Regions from separate parts of the Anser cygnoides genome. Here region 2 is linked to region 1. A link is a contact called in public Hi-C data. All regions are on one chromosome and are shown on one strand. The core of a region is the stretch at or near the end of the contact, and the rest is flanking DNA. Distances in the headings are between cores, read along the strand shown. Region 1 holds the start of SESN1 (sestrin 1). Region 2 holds the start of FOXO3 (forkhead box O3).

Region 1 (2,707 bases), core at 94-2,593:
GATTGGTCTGCCTTGAAAACTACAGGTAATGATAGATTGTTTTGCAAGTTTTGGAGAAACTGTGCCAGGATAATGAAAGGAACGTCTGATGGAGAAAGCAGATTGTTTGCAAATAAAGGAGCTGTTGATGGCTAGTTTTTGTGAGCTGGTCCAAGCTCTGCGCCTGGAGTCCGAGTTTCTACGTATTTCTGATCTGTATTGAACTTCAGGTCTGAGTTTTGAATGTCTGAGCAGGAAACATGCATGCCATAAATGCAAAATAACTATGCCAGGCCACATATGGCCGATGTCTTGTTTTTGATTTACCTACAAGTGCTCTCTAGCCTTTCAGTATGCTCCAAACTGGTGGCTTGGGGGTGGCAGCTGCACCTGGGTGGCTCTGCCCCTGCCTGCACGCTTCCTGCTCCTCTGTCAGCCCCAGGAGCAGTGCCAGGAGGCACATTGGCTCAGGGAGCTGACTGGGCTGAAAATTAACTTTATAAAAAAAAAAGCCTTGTTTCCTGCACAAAGGAAGGAAGGAGTCCCTGCGGCCAGGGCAACAGCAAGGCTGCCCACAGGGCAGCAGCGTGGGCCTCACCTGCATCAAAACATCGGGGACCTGGTGCTCAATTTGAATATTTTAGGGATTTTCTTTATTTTTATTGCTGTTTTATTTTCGATTTGGAAGGCCGCTGTGCTTGGACACGCGCTGTTTGTCTTCCCCGCTACTGTGTTTACTTAGGCTACACCAAAGGCAGCACATACCTACTTGATAAGCGATTCTGGTCGCTCAAGGCCTATTATTTTATTATTATTACTATTAATTATTTGTTTTTGCTAACACAAACTTCAGAACTTTATTTTCTTCCTGTTTTTGCTTTTTTTTTTTTAAGAAAAAAATAAAAACCTGTTTGCGGAGTGAAAAATTTTGAAAAATCTGACTTGGGGAGGGAAGAGAGTGGCCCCCGACGAGCCCCGGTGCAGAAATAACAGTCACTTTCCTCCTCCCTCACCCGTCCCGGGGCCGCCCCACCGCGATACCGGCACACCGGGCTCAGGCGGAGCGGCGCCGAGCACCGCCAGCCCCCTCCCCTCCCCTCCCCTCCCCTCCCCTCCCCTCCCCTCCCCTCCCCTCCCCTCCCCTCCCCGCCTCGCCTCGCGCTGCCTCCTGGGACGCGTAGTTCCCCCTCCCGCCAAACGCACAGCGCCGCCCTCCAGCCGGACTACAACCCCCAACACCCCTCCTCACAGACGCCGCTCCCCGCTCCGGCTGGGCCTCCGTCGATGAGCGCTGCAAGGCGATTGCCTGTCGGGCGCGTCCATCGCCCGCTGGGGCGGGGCGTCCCCTCCCCTCCGCGCTCCGGGGCGGGGCGGAGCCGCCGGCGCCGCGGGGTGGTGGCCGGCCGGAGGCGAAGCCCCCGCGGTGGCGGCCGTTGGGCGGCGGTTGGCGGCGCCGCTCCCCCGCCGATGCGGTGCGGGCAGCGGGCTGCGGGCTCGTTCTCCTCGGGGGCGGGTCGGCTGCCGCGGCTCCGCCATGGGGCGTCCGCCGCGGGGCTGCTGAGGCGGCGGGGGGGCTCCATGGAGGAGCGGGAGGGCGACGTGCGCTGGGACGGGCTGTGCAGCCGCGACGCCGCCGCCCGCGCCGCCGCCCTGGAGCACGTCGGGCAAGCCGTGCTCCGCCGCGGCGGGGCGGCCGCCGCTCCCCGGGTGCTGGCCCGGCTGCTCATGCTGGCCAAGCGCTGCCCGTTCCGCGACGTGAGGGAGAAGAGCGAGGCCATCCTGAGCGGCGTGCAGGTGAGCGCCCGAGGAGCCCGCAGCCTTCGGCCCGCAGCCGTGCTCGCCCCGCAGGGCGTGAGGGAGGGACGGAGGGAGGCGAGGGCCGGCTGCGGGGCTGCCGGGGCAGGAGTTGGACTCGATGGTCCTTAGGGGTCCCTTCCAGCTCGGGATACTCCGTGGTTCTGTGACAGCTCGGGCGCCTTTCGGTGCTAACCGGGCTGGGGTACCCCCAGAGCGCCTCGTGCAAAAACAGGAAAGATTTGGGTCTAAACATCCGTTGGTATATACCTTCTCCAAACTTTTCTTTCCTTCCCAACCCATAAGCAGTCCAGCCAGCACAGGATTAACTTTACTGACCTGCTGTGCTAACAAAAATAAATGTTACTTTGTACTCTTCCACTGTTAACAGTCTAATTATAGTCGCTGGCATCGCAATTTGCTTGCTCACCTACAGCTTTTGCAAAGGTCCTGAAATTCCGCGTGCATCAAAGGGTACGGCGGCTCTGCTAAAAATACTGCTTTCTGCGGGGTAGGAAAAGGAAATTAAGGTATGTCTTTTACTCGCAAGCACATACATAGAGCTGTACTCAGCACTAGCTCCCTGATTCCCGCTATTGTGCTTTTTCCCCTTGAACATTAACAGTCTTCATATGGGGGAAGCAAAGGAAGAAAAATGTCCCTGTGCCTATATATATATATAGGTTTTGAAGGAACTTGTAGCTAGTTCCATTTTTTGGCTCTGTTCTACTTTGAACTGATTCAAAGAAATTCTTGGTTTGGATTATTGAAGCTGACAGAGACTTATTTTGTAGAACTTCTCGATAGTGTGCAATGTGATAAATACAGTATAATTGAAATTATACAGTGTGAACTGTATGGGGCATTTTTCTTGAGGCAGATTTTACCAGTAAAAGCTGTAAGTGTATGTATGTTGTATATATGAGAAAGGTTC
Region 2 (2,700 bases), core at 94-2,593, 340 kb after region 1:
GCCCGGGGGCTTGGCGGGGCTGGCCTGCAGCTCGGGCCTCTGCAGGGGCCAGGTGCAGGAGCGGGGGCGGCTCTGCGGCTCGAACTCGGGGTCCAGCTCCACGGCCAGCGGCGAGAGCGGGGCGGGGGGCGACGCCTCTGCCATCTTGGCCTCCCCCCGGGCCGGCTGCGGCGGCGACGGGGCGGGCGGCCGCCGACCCCGCTCCTCCTCCTCCTCCGCCGCCGCCGCCGCCGCCTCCTCGGTGCCGACGGGCGCCTAGCGGGCGGGCATGCCGCTCCCCGAGCCGCCCGAGCCCCGCTCCCCGCGGGCGATGCGCACGGAGGAGGGGAGGAGGAGGAGGAGGAGAAGGGGGAGCCGGGGGGGAGGGCGAAAAGAAGAAGAAGGAGGAAGCGAGGAAAACAAATCGGACGGAGAGCGGCCAGGGGGTCCGCCGCGCTGCCTCGGGTTGTTTCACTCCATGCGGGGGCACGCGGCGCTCAGCCGGGAGAGAGAGGACCCCCCCCGGTCCCGGAGCCTCCGGTCCTTCGGGGTACAGCCGAGACTTTTTTTTTTTTTTTTTTCCCCCTTCTTCGGAGCGCCCTAAAGGGAGCCCAAGTCTTTGCGGCCGTCCAGGTGCATGCTAGCGTGAGCCCGTCACTTCGCAGTGCCCCCCGAGACCCCCCAGAATCTCGCGGCGGGCGGGCGAAGGCCACCCCGGGGCCGGTCGGTTTCAGGAAAAAATCAGATCAAAAATAAAATCCTTCTTCTCGCAGGGTGACGGCGACCACAAGAGGAGCAAATCAAATCACCGGTCTTCCAACAGGTCCAGAAGCTTTAAGCCCTCCCTAGGGCTGCCAAAGAGAATGGGTTTTGTTCCAGCATCAACACCACATTCATAACCTCCTTGCTCCTGCTGCTGCCATCTTGACAGTTTTCCCCCCTTCGCTCAAGTCATTTCCCAAGCCCGGGCACAGGAGGCAGCGGGAGAGAGCCGCACCGGGAGGGGATGCAGGCGGCGGGGGGGGGGGGGGGTGTCCGCGGCCACCTCCGCGCCAGCAGCAGCAGCGATCCCAATTGCCGGGGAGGCAAAAGCAGCGCTGCCGCACGGTTCCTGCTCCTCCTGCTCCTGCGCCTTGGGCTCCTCGGAGCCTTCCCTTTAAAGGCGAAGGAGGCGAAAGCGGCGGAGCCTCCGCGAGCGAGCGGCGAGAGCCGAGCGATCCGGCGGCGCGCAACCGGGCTGCCGCAGCCCTCCCGAGCGGCGGCAGCGGCAGGCTGTCACCCGGCTGGCCGCCGGCTCCTTGCACATCCCTCCTCCTAACAACCGCGGGCAGCAACACAAAGTTATAGGCGCACGCAGGGAGCCGCAACCTAACCGCACGGCGCGGCGTGGCCCGCCCACGGGCGGTGTTGCGCAGGGGCCGCCCCGACGGGGCGGGACGCGGGGGGACCGGGGACGGGGATGGGGTGGGACGGGGTGGGGTCGGGGCGGCCGCTTGGACGGCCGGTGCTGTCCCCCCAGCTCCTCCTCTAGTCGCTGAGGGAATGTGGGGGGAGTTTGGGGGGATTTGGAGGCCGGCCCGAGAGGCTGGGTGCTGGGTCGGTGGGCTGTGGGAGGTGCTAAGGTGTGCGAAGCGCGCCGTAATGCTTTGAGAAACCCCTCATTCCTCACTTCATGTGTTTTTTAATTGACGCAAATCCATACCTTGGGTTTTCTTGTCATGTTCAACCCATCTTCAGCACCTCACTTCACCTTAAAGCCAGCTCTGGCTGTCGCAGCTGCGCTGCTTCCCCTCCAAATTGTTCTCACTGGACATAAATTTGTGTACGAGTTACAGTGGCAAGCTTTATTTCTGGAGTCCGATTTATCCTGCCGCTTTTCACAACTTCTGTTCAGCCCGTGGGTGATAAGGGAGCGCACCCAGACGCGCGCCCACGTGAGCGCAGTCCCGCTGCCCTGAGCACACGCTGTTGCAGAAAGCCCGCCGAAGCAGCTCGCTTGACGACGCAGCTAATTACGGGTTGGGAAAAGGGCTGACCCACAAAGCCGAAGAATATAGAGCTATTAATACGGATGTAGTTATAAATACAGTACATAGCGACGTGTACGTATCAGTTCTTGCCTGGTCTTGGGTCAGCCTCATCATGGACTAGATTCAGGGCAAAAACAGGGTCGACTCGGGCACCAGACAAAAAGTACGTGTGCTTCTGAAGCATTTCTCGGTAGAACTACTATTTTCTAGACAAATTATTCCTGATTTATCTGGCATCACAGATGAGCGATGAGGTTTGAAAACCGTTCGGTTCGATCAGAAAGCAGTAAGGCCCTGATCCTGGATGCCTTACACGTCCTGCTAAGTAAGGGCAACAGCCCTCAGGCTCCAGTTAGGTTTGGAATTCAAGTGGCACTTGTTAGGAGTAGTTCAGCGTGATTTTATTACCAGGGACAGCGTTTCAGCATGCATACAATTAATCCTCAGTTGTCTAAATATAGCAGGAGACACTGAATTAATCAGAATAAATGCAGGTTCGGGTCATGGAAATAATTTTCACTGCAACTCCATTTTGGGTCACAACATCGCGTGCCCTGCTGTGGCTTTCGTTGCGACACGGCCCCTTTTGGGAATGCGAGGCAGCTCAGTCTCTCAGAAGGACACCACCAGCTACCGTGCGGCCGGGATGCTGGCGTTGTGTGCGTTATTTAGCAGCTGCTAGGGGAGGAGA

The links. Hi-C and Micro-C count contacts between places; a contact is called where the count stands out from the background.
Region 2: a contact with region 1 is called in a Hi-C map of liver, with 1.8 times the contacts expected there. The contact joins the promoter of FOXO3 here to the promoter of SESN1 in region 1. A contact is called at or near these places in 3 of 7 Hi-C or Micro-C datasets (granulosa cells and liver).

Annotation. Positions count from the first base shown.
Region 1 is chr3:73,546,869-73,549,575 of Taihu_goose_T2T_genome, forward strand. SESN1 (sestrin 1) reads left to right here and starts at 1,344. Exons shown (of 11, transcript XM_066993170.1): 1 at 1,344-1,773. The coding sequence starts at 1,447. It overlaps CEP57L1 (centrosomal protein 57 like 1), which reads right to left and starts at 1,359. Exons shown (of 12, transcript XM_048081085.2): 1 at 1,229-1,359.
Region 2 is chr3:73,882,819-73,885,518 of Taihu_goose_T2T_genome, forward strand. It overlaps FOXO3 (forkhead box O3), which reads right to left and starts at 1,344. Exons shown (of 3, transcript XM_048079166.2): 1 at 1-1,344. The coding sequence starts at 144.